Regions from separate parts of the Oryzias latipes genome. Here region 2 is linked to region 1. A link is a contact called in public Hi-C data. All regions are on one chromosome and are shown on one strand. Each heading gives the region's core, a stretch centred on a gene start, on an enhancer-like site or on the middle of the called end of the contact. The rest is flanking DNA. Distances are from core to core; before and after follow the strand shown. Region 1 holds the start of dnajc7 (dnaJ homolog subfamily C member 7). Region 2 holds the start of dhx58 (probable ATP-dependent RNA helicase DHX58).

Region 1 (5,298 bases), core at 2,147-4,646:
CAGAGAGGGGCATCCCCAGTGAGCCCCGCCAGCATACCCCTCCCATCCAGTTCCCGGAGCCCTATGTGCAATATTTGTTTGGGTGAGAGCGGGGAGGAGCGGGCGGATGGGCACAACCGGGGGAGAAGGCTCCCCCGAGCGACCGGCCCCCCAGCCGGCCGCGGTAGGCGCCCCCCCTCCCAGAGCGGCCGGGCAGCCAGAAACGGCAAGCCAGCCGCAGTTGGAGGCCAGAGCCTCGCGGCGCCGAGAGACAGCCAGCGAGGAAGGGTCCCGGCGCCAGAACGGGGGGGCAGGGGGTCCAGCCCCACCATTCATACCCTGGCCCCCCTAAGGACTAGCACACTGCCCCCCCAGGCCCCCCCCAAAAAATAAATAAATAATAAAATATTAATAATAATAATAAAATAATTAATATAATAATAATAATAATAATAATAATTAAATAAACCCACCCAAGTGAACCCATTAACCCCTGCTGTGACTGCGGCGTCGACCCCCGGGGGGCCAGGCCACGCGCCAACAACCGGCCACGGGCGAAACACCTGCCACGGGCAGACGACCCCAGGCCCCTGACCCACTTGCGATCAGGTCACACATCTGCATTTGGGTAATCAATAAAAATGTGATCAGTTACAGCCCAAACTGATTTTTTGTCAGCCACAGTCAAATATTTCATTTGTTTACAAAGCGTGCAAACATTTCGACTGATCAATATATAACAAGCAATATAACTTGTCACAAAATATTTAAAAGAAAACACTCCAACATAAAAATGCATCATTTCTTTACCAGATCTGATTTATTTATGCAACCTGATAAAAATCTTCAGTGATTGGACGAAATATAGAGCTTGGTTTTACCTGATACACGTAGTTTGACGCAGATAAACAGTCACATGGATCAAAATGTTGTCTTATTCTTTGTGTGTTTTACAGGGAACAACCAAAACAACAGAGTCTGCAGCAACATTCAGCTTTTAAAAAGAAAAATACATTCTGTACAGAAAGCTTTTTACAGTAAGGAATGTCAGTCATCACTCATCAGCATCCGGCAATAAATTTCAGCAAGGAACATGGAGAGTGTAACGAAACTCCACCTACATAACTAGGAACGTTTCTTTACGTCTTGACCCACACGCCCCGCTGCCATCCGGCTGCCATTCTTCCTTCAGTCCTGGGGATCATGTAGTGTGAATGTGCACACACCTCAAGCAATTGTGCACAAATACAGCTCAGAAATTGGCTTTAAGCATGATAAGTTGATGAGCTCCCCAAGACTAAATCAAAAGATATATTGTAAGAAAATAAAGAACATTTAGGCCTAAATCTATGATTCAAGCAAAGCTCCAAGTGAAATAGTTTGACCATGATTCTCAGAAACTTAAATTACACCAACAGATTTTTTTTTCTTCATTGTTTTTCACTTTGACAGCAAATATAGTGATCAATCAAATATGACAGCACTCACTGGTTATAAATATCACAGCAGTATTTCGGTCTTTTTCTCCCTTCCAGAACCTAAAAAACCTGCTTTCCCTTTCACACACACCCCCTCCTCACCTTTGAGGATCATTTTAACTGTCAGTCGAACCCCCACCTTTGTTCTTATTGCGACTGAGAGGGAATGTGGACTTGCTCTGTGGTTGAGTCATTTTGCTGGCCAGATAAACAAAGGGTTCGATGAGTGTGCGACGGTCTACCACCGACACTTCAAACAGACGGACCTTCTCATTTCTCGCCCAATTCTGGGCATAGGTGGGGTCAACTCTCCTCTCGTCTGGCTTGTCCAGTTTATTTCCCAGCACAACGATTGTCACCTGTGGGTCAATATAACCGCATTAAATTCACACCGACAATATCACCTCACCGCGACAAACCTGTTTATGCTCTCACCTCCTTCTTGTCTCTTTGACGATCAATATCCTTCTTAAGCGCCTCCATTCGCTTAAACGACTCTTTGCTGTCAATGCTGTAGACGAGCACGAATCCGTCGGCAAAAGTGAAGTAATGCCGGGGAAATTCCAGCCCCTCGCGGAGTCCACGAGTGTCATAAAAGCGCACCTGCTCTTTGGTGCCACGGTCTGTTTCTATGGAGCCAATATAGATGTCCTCCAGGGTCTCCATTGGCTCCGAACCTGATCAAATAGATAAAAATGGCCAAAAAAATATGCAGGAAAGATCAATTCCTGAATATTTTAAATGTCTAATCACAAAAAAAAAAAAATTTGACCATTCTGTACAGAATCGACACATCTGCACTTTGCTTTACTTCTTTGAAAAACAACAAACAAACAAAAAAAGCCCAATTATAGTTTGGACTTTGCTTCATATTTGTGATATGCTTAGATATTACTAAAGGGTAAGATGTTTAAGCAAATAAACAAACAAACATTTTGAGGTACCTGCAACATGGTTGGCATACAACAGCTGTTCTAGTATGGCAGTTTTTCCAACTGCAGCTTGACCACACACCACAACTTTACAGCTTTTCCCCATGACAAGTCTTCACGCTCCTGTCTGAAAACACAAGCCCATTATAAATGTCCCAAAGACTTTCAATGCTGAGTTTTAGCCTTTGCCTAAAATAAAAAATACCTAAAATGTTCTAATAATGTTTATTTAGATTATTTAAATGTGGGAAAACAACAGTGGTCTAAACTTTATGAAGCTAAAATGTGAATGGATTTGCCATTAATTCTTGTTTAATTGTTTGTTTGTACATATATTTAATTTACACTTAATCTTGCAAGAAATACAAGGGATCTGGAAAACTTCACCTACACTGATCAGTACCCAGGTATTTCTCTTTGAGGCACACTGGTTGAGGTTTTGGCTAAAGATGTCCTGGATCGATTACGTCAGGGAATCGGATCGTTCAAAATTAACCAATATCGACTATGAACCACACATCGAATGTAAACGAATCGTCAAACCCCCAGTATTTATGCTGTTGCATAAAGAACATACAACAAGACGAGCAAGAAATCATCAACAGAGTCTGGACCAAACCGATGTTAAGCCGTACTATGAAACATAAAATATGGCACATAAACACGAAAAGAGACACCAAACTATTCAAAAAGGTAACATTAAGACAGTATGATGACAAAAAAGACGTAGGATTAAATCAATGGTAACAAGAAACAATGCTAACATGTCTGTCTGTGTGGTTTCGTTCAAGAACAATTAGCTTAGCATTAGCCTCTGAATAAATACAGGACAACACTGCTTTATTCTTATCTATTGATTGGTCCTGGGCGTTAAAAGAAAAAAATATGTATAAACGAAACATTACCGCACGTTCGCCAATTATAAAAAGCCTCCGTTTTTACAATATCATTAACAGCAAAAACAGGTTCCCTTCCCTCGACGGTTACTTCCTGTTTACACCCTACGTAAGAACTGCAGTCCGAGGCCCCGCCCACCCTCAGTCACGGCAAAATGGCGACGGAAAACTGTGATGCTGTGAACACGGAGCCTGACATGGAACTGCTTAGCGACGAGGAACTGGAAAGGTGTGGGTTCTTGAAGGTTTCTTGTCAGTGGTCACAACAGAAATGTTTTGCTGTTTTGTGTAAAACAATGTCCACGTCATGTTAATTAGCTTGTCGTACTTTGAAAGCTAAAGGTAGCACGCGCTAAGTGCTCCTCCTGTTTAGCTAAATTTGGAAAGCCCGGTTGCACTGCGCTTGGCCAGCTCCTGTCTGTTTTGTTTTTGTTTTTTTGTTTTTTGCAAATCCACCGCTACAGCTGTAAAATTATATTTACCGTGGTGGTGGTTAGACCTCCTCGAACGTTTTTTTCTTACGTCGTTTCGTGACTGTCATCTTTTTACTATTTTTTTAATGCCATATGATGCCATTCATTCGCTGTCATCGGTTGAAGTATGGACGCCTTCCAAAAAAAGTAATGGCTGAAGCACATTGCATGGTGTCATATGTTCCTGGCTCTGCTCCTCCGCCTGCTTTACAAAATAGCAACGTGTTTTGCCATGTTGTTTAGGCTGTTTCCAAGTGTAGCTTTCTCTTCTTCATAACCCTCCTAAGTGCTTGAACACACTTTCTGTGCTTGCTTTTTATTTAAATACACATGATCATTTAGAACCAGGGAAGTTGCAAATCAAACTCAAATACTTTGCCCTTTGCTGTCCCCACGTTGTCATGACTGTTTTGTGTTTTCTGTCCACCTCCACCCAGAGAAGCGGAGGGCTTCAAAGAGCAAGGCAATGCTTTTTATGTGAAAAAGGATTATGCTGAGGCTTTCAACTATTACACCAAGGCTATTGGTAAGTAAAGTTTTTTTTAACTCTCTGGATCTCATAAAATCTCACTCTATTAATTGGAAAATCAAAAATGTTGATGACATTTATTTTCATGTTCAGATATGTGTCCAAGAAATCCAAGTTACTATGGAAACCGGGCGGCAACACTAATGATGCTGTGTCGGTACAGAGAGGCTTTAGAGGACGCTCAGCAAGCGGTGCGGCTAGACGGCAACTTTGTCAAGGTGGGTGTCGCTCCCCCTGAGTTTGACGAAAGTCCTAAATGGTCCTTGGATTTAGCAGACACAAAGGTTTTCAATGTGTCTCTTTTCCCAAAAATGCTGTCAGAAGAAAGAAACAAAACACAGAAAACTTTTAAAAAAACTCAGTGTTTGCACAGAGAATAATTAACAAAAACACTAATAAGGAGCTTCAAGAAGTTAAACTCGCACACGTCAACCTGTCATGTAGCTTTAACATAGAATTGGCAGAGTAAGTAAGACGATAAAACACTGAAATGCATATGTTATTAACTCAAAGGGAAACACTTCAGGAATGTGCTGCTTTTGTGTTATACATCTCCCAGGCATGACGCTTGCAGACGTTGCTTCAGTACAGGGGATGTGCCTAAATTCATGCACTACTTAGTGGGCTGTATAGTGCGTTTGCCGTTTCGTAGAGCTCTTCGAATCTACAATTCCAAAACTGAGTGCACTGAAAATTTCCCAGTAGTGTCTATGAAAAACTAGTGGGCATCAGGGGTCACTCGATAGACAAAAATATACTTTTAAAGAATGTCATTTCAAATTTAGTTAGAAATAATCAACGCTTTTATCATGGCAGCACAGTGAATTCATAAATAGTCTTTCTAAAGTGTTCATTCGCATTAGGTTTTTATTTCGGGTAATATGTGCCAGTGACGGTGTAATTCTAAGCGGAATTACACGGCTTATTGTTTTCAACTGATTCATAACAAAATGGATTGATATGTATTGACTGTCAAATATGACTTATTCATCTCAAATGATTATTTGACTA
Region 2 (4,776 bases), core at 1,239-3,738, 150 kb before region 1:
CTCATACCTGAGTTAATAATGGCGCGAGTGCAAAATAATCTCGTGAAGAAACGGCTGAGAGCCAGTTAAGACATCACAAGTGTCATCTGTCATTTTTATTTAGTTCTCAATGGGAGAAACCTGAATATAATTCACGTCACATTAAGTGTACCAAAGTTTCAGGTCCGAGTTAAAGAACTGCTCCACCTTTCACCGATGTTTCTGCTTTTAATTTGAAACATAAGCGGGTTGTTCTGGTTTCGTCTGCGTCTGTATTTGTTCAGGATTTCAGAGAAAAACCTTCGGACCTAAAACCATGTTGCCTTCTGTTACTGACAGACACTTGAACGTCGTGGACAGTCTCCAGGATGTGAAAAACCTTAATCAGTCATTTCATTCAAATAACTTCCTGACTTTTTTTTTTTTTTTTTTTTTTGAGTGTAGCTCTATTATTTATACTTTCTTTATGTGGAAAAACAACACCTAATTAGTCCAATAAACTGTTGTCTATATTTGGATCTGCAGCAGCAATCACACTGTTCCTTTGGGCCAAACATGTTCTCATTCCACTCCGTTTCTGTCGGCTCACATTTGACCATGTTGGCAGTGATTTTCTTTGATTTTTTAGCACTTTTTTTACACAGGCAAAAAAAAAAAGGGAAAAGCGACTCAGCTGCAGCTGTGAGGGTCTTGGCTTTCTTTCACAAAGACACAATACAAACTGAAGTGGTAAAAAAAAAATGCATGATAGTTTACATTTATAGAAAAAAAAAGAATAATTTTGTTGTTACTAATGCTCATTTTTGTTTTGTTTTTGTACTTGAATTAATTCTTACCCACGAGGTGTTCTCTTGTTGACGTGCTTCCTGAGATTTCCCACTTCTTTCGAGGGAATTATTGTCAAATGTTTTTTTAAATTTTGTTTTAATTAATTATTTATTCTTAATATTTGTGCACAAGTCAGTTTTGTACTCGAACAATGACAAACATTGACAAATTCATGAAATGTGTTGCTTCATTCAGGGTTCTTTCTAGTATTGTGCTCCTGCTTTGTAGACCTTGATGACATTTACTGTAATATCATTTTTTAATTTGGCTTTAATTTTTTTTTGTATCTGTTAGTTTCCAACCTCTCAGGTAAGGGAATAATTATCGACAACAAACACATGTATAAACGTGAGTCACTCGGAGTCCCCAGGCGTGTTCCAGCTGCAGAAGTCTTGTCTAAACCAAATAAAGTCAGCACAGTTGATCCTTTCTTGTGTATTTATTTTTGTGTGTCTGAAAAAAGATTTTTATCAGTTAATAAACTTATGTAAATATCATTTGCATGCATAAAACCTTTAGTTTATTCCACCAAATGAGTAATTTAGAGGTATTCTGATGTTAATATGGTTACAGTTTTAATTTCCCTCAAACTGATTTTACACTGTTAAGTGTAACTATATCTTAATAGTCGTTTTTATTTCATTAAAGAATAACAGAAGTCTGAACTGACCAATCTGCCAGTGCTGCAGCTACCAATTACGCTTTTACAGCAATTCAGATTTAAATGAGGTTAGTTGGTGTCTGAGTGAAGCTTGTTTTTCATTTCCTCCCCTAGGAAACAGTCTTCATGCATAATGCACTAAGCTTTTATTGTAAATCTGCAGAACCGCACCTAAAACCACAAAGAGGGTTGGTTCCAGCCTATTATCCTGTGCATCACTTGATAACTGCTTCATCTTTCTTTTTTTTCACTTTTTTCATGTGTTTTAAATGTTATTTTCAACCACTAACATGCCAAAATGAATTTGATACAGTTTTTGAAAAAGTAACATTTTCTTTTACATTCTTTTGCACTGTGAGTTCTTTCAAATGTGGTTTTGGTGGCTTTTTGTGTTGATTTAGGTACTTTTTGTTGTTGTGTTGTTCCCGGAAGCAGATGAGTAAATGAAACCTAAAAGAAAAGAGAGGATGAACTCAGTCAGTCCAGCTCAAACAAGCTGTGAGTTTTGCTTTCCTGGCGTGTCACAAAAGGTGGCTCTGCGAGGGCAGATTCAAAACACCCAGGATGTCTATGTGGCTTAAAACACACCCTGCAAACAACTACCAGAGATTCCATTGATGAGCAGGATTCAGGTTTGTGATATCAGACAAAAGTGAGTATGAAAGTTCCTCTTTTGCACAGTGTTACTCCGTTTTTTGATGTCAATTCCGAAAGGATGCCAAGTGTTGTTTGTCACACGCCCCCTCAGCAGGGCTACGTTTCTCTGATCAGCTGACTTTTGCTTTCGTTTTCCAGTTTAAACGTCACACAGCAGACTTTAAAACCCCAACAGCAGATCTAAGCAGCCGTAGAAGGAGAGGTGAAGCTGCAGGCGTCCTGCTGACTCTAAAAGCCTTTTCTCACGTCTGGCACACACTAAAGGAGGTGAGCGTTTGGTCTTATTGGATCTAGTTCCCTTGATTGAGTATAAATTGCTGTCCTGCACAGTTTGAGACTTTGGCATTGCATCACAGAGCACGATGGCAGATTTTGAACTGTACAAATACCAGGAGGAGGTGGTAGAAAGGGCTCTGAAGGGAGAAAACATCATCATTTGGCTGCCAACTGGTGGTGGGAAGACCCGAGCAGCTGTGTATGTGGCCAAACGGCACCTGGAGACCACGGCAAATGCTAAAGTGGTCGTCTTAGTCAACATGGTAAGCTGAAACCTTTTCTACTGACATTATTATTAAATGATATAAAGCTATGGACTACAAAGGTTTGATGCGTTCTTCTTTAGGTGCACCTAGTTGACCAGCATTACAGCAAAGAGTTCAAGCCTCACCTGGGCAGCCTTTATAACCTCATAAAGGTCAGCGGAGTGAGTGAGGAGAAAGATTTCTTCGGGAAAGTGGTGCAGAGGAACGATGTGATCATCTGCACAGCACAGATTCTGTATAACGCTCTGATCGACAAAGAGGAAGCTAAACATGTGGAGCTTTCCGGTCAGTGGTTACAATCATAATCCCTTATAACTGGTAGGTCTCCATTAAGGACAACACCACTATGGTTTTGTGCAGATATTACTCTTCTGATCATCGATGAGTGCCACCACACTCACAAGGAGGCGGTTTACAACAAAGTGATGCGATGCTACATGGAAAAAAAGTTAAAAGGAGAACGGCAGCTGCCACAGATTCTGGGTCTGACCGCATCGCCGGGAACCGGAGGAGCGAGGATCCTGGAGGATGCTGTGGAGCATGTGCTGGAGGTCAGTTTTATAACATCACCAATCAAACGTACCGCTTTGTCTGCTCATCGTTGCCGCCTTTTCTTCAGATCTGCGCCAACTTGGACTCAGCTATAGTGTCGACCAAAAACTATGAGCCGGAACTGATGAAGAAGGTGCCCAGACCCGTCAAGACCTTTGACATTGTGGAGAAAAGACACGCTGTAAGTCTGTTTTTCCAACTTCTCAAAGCAGTAATAGAATCCAATCTACATAGTTATGCCGGGTTTCTGTCAGGATCCACTTGGAGATCATCTAAAGTGGATGATGCTGCAGATCCACGACTTCATGAACCTTCCTCGTGACGCCAGGCTCAGACAGTGTGGAACACAGGAGTATGAAGCAGATGTGGTGATTTTGGAGCAGCGAGGTAGGACTGTTGCTTGTAAAGCATGTCCATGAACATTTTGCGTCTTCAGACCGTCATCGTTTGGGTTTGTTTTGGAGCAGGAGTTCGAGAGAACAACAGATTGGTGGCCCAGTGTGCGCTCCACCTCAGACAGTACAATGACGCCCTGCTCATCAATGACACTCTGAGAATGATGGATGCATATCGCTCCCTGGAGGAGTTCTATGACTCAAAGACCACCACTGCCATGGATGGAACAGACTTCTTCTTGTTGGGCCTTTTTGAAGGTGGGAGGTCCTAATCCTTTACCTCATGTTTTAGCTTTACCCCAGAACACTTTTGCTATAAAATGTTACGCTGTCACTTTTGCCAGGTAATTTTTACCCGATATAGTATACCCAACAAAAAGTACTTGTCATAAAAAAATAGATCAAAACATGACAGCACATGATACATTTTCTTTTATTTTCAACTGAGTGTAACAAAATGAAAAAGAAAAACAGGAAGTTCCTAAAAACATGCTCAAAAATTACAGAAAAATTAGGAATTTGAGAACAAAAATACTAAAATTATACTGGAAACTTTGGTCCACCCATTCCCTGGTACAGACTCCTTGACACGCAACATATTGAAATTCATGTAAAGAGTTTTGCTCAGGTGAAAATCACCCGGCGATAGTGCTCTAGGGTCAAAAATCTCCCTCCTTTGTCCAAGGAAGCATAAAAAAGAATCTGCTTTTTCCTGCAGAAAATCAAGTGGAGTTGAGGAAACTTGCAGCTGATTCTCATTTTGAGAACCCAAATATGGCCAAGCTGGAGAGCGTCCTGCTGCAACAGTTTGGTCCTAGTGTCAAATCAAGAGGGATCCTCTTTTCTAAAACCCGCCAAAGCACCCGCTGCCTGTTTGACTGGGTCCTCAAAAGCAGGGCCTTGCAGACAGCAGGCGTTAAAGCAGCCATCCTCACTGGTGCTGGAAACGGCATCACTTACATGACACAGGTGTGTCACCAGGCATCAACTTTGAATATTCAAATGACAACAATTCCTCAATGATGTGTTTGTTTTAAGCTAAAAATGGTTTTCATTTCATGTCTTTATGGCAGAACGAACAGGCAGAAACAATTCGCAGGTTTCGCCAGGGTGACCTCAACCTCTTGATCTCAACCAGCGTGGCTGAAGAAGGCCTGGACAT

The links. Hi-C and Micro-C count contacts between places; a contact is called where the count stands out from the background.
Region 2: a contact with region 1 is called in a Hi-C map of embryo, with 3 times the contacts expected there. The contact joins the promoter of dhx58 here to the promoter of dnajc7 in region 1. A contact is called at or near these places in 5 of 5 Hi-C or Micro-C datasets (embryo, fibroblasts and gastrula embryo).

The regions. Positions count from the first base shown.
Region 1 is chr8:5,994,230-5,999,527 of ASM223467v1, reverse strand. dnajc7 (dnaJ homolog subfamily C member 7) reads left to right here and starts at 3,396. Exons shown (of 14, transcript XM_004071287.4): 1 at 3,396-3,514; 2 at 4,196-4,284; 3 at 4,381-4,505. The coding sequence starts at 3,441. It overlaps nkiras2 (NF-kappa-B inhibitor-interacting Ras-like protein 2), which reads right to left and starts at 3,405. Exons shown (of 4, transcript XM_004071289.3): 1 at 3,295-3,405; 2 at 2,402-2,516; 3 at 1,893-2,134; 4 at 778-1,816. The coding sequence starts at 2,495. The coding sequence ends at 1,574.
Region 2 is chr8:6,145,400-6,150,175 of ASM223467v1, reverse strand. It overlaps dhx58 (probable ATP-dependent RNA helicase DHX58), which reads left to right and starts at 2,488. Exons shown (of 11, transcript XM_020705140.1): 1 at 2,488-2,664; 2 at 2,748-2,952; 3 at 3,028-3,218; 4 at 3,287-3,400; 5 at 3,474-3,606; 6 at 3,687-3,872; 7 at 4,333-4,583; 8 at 4,688-4,776. The coding sequence starts at 2,488. kat2a (histone acetyltransferase KAT2A) reads left to right here. Exons shown (of 18, transcript XM_023957428.1): 18 at 1-1,236.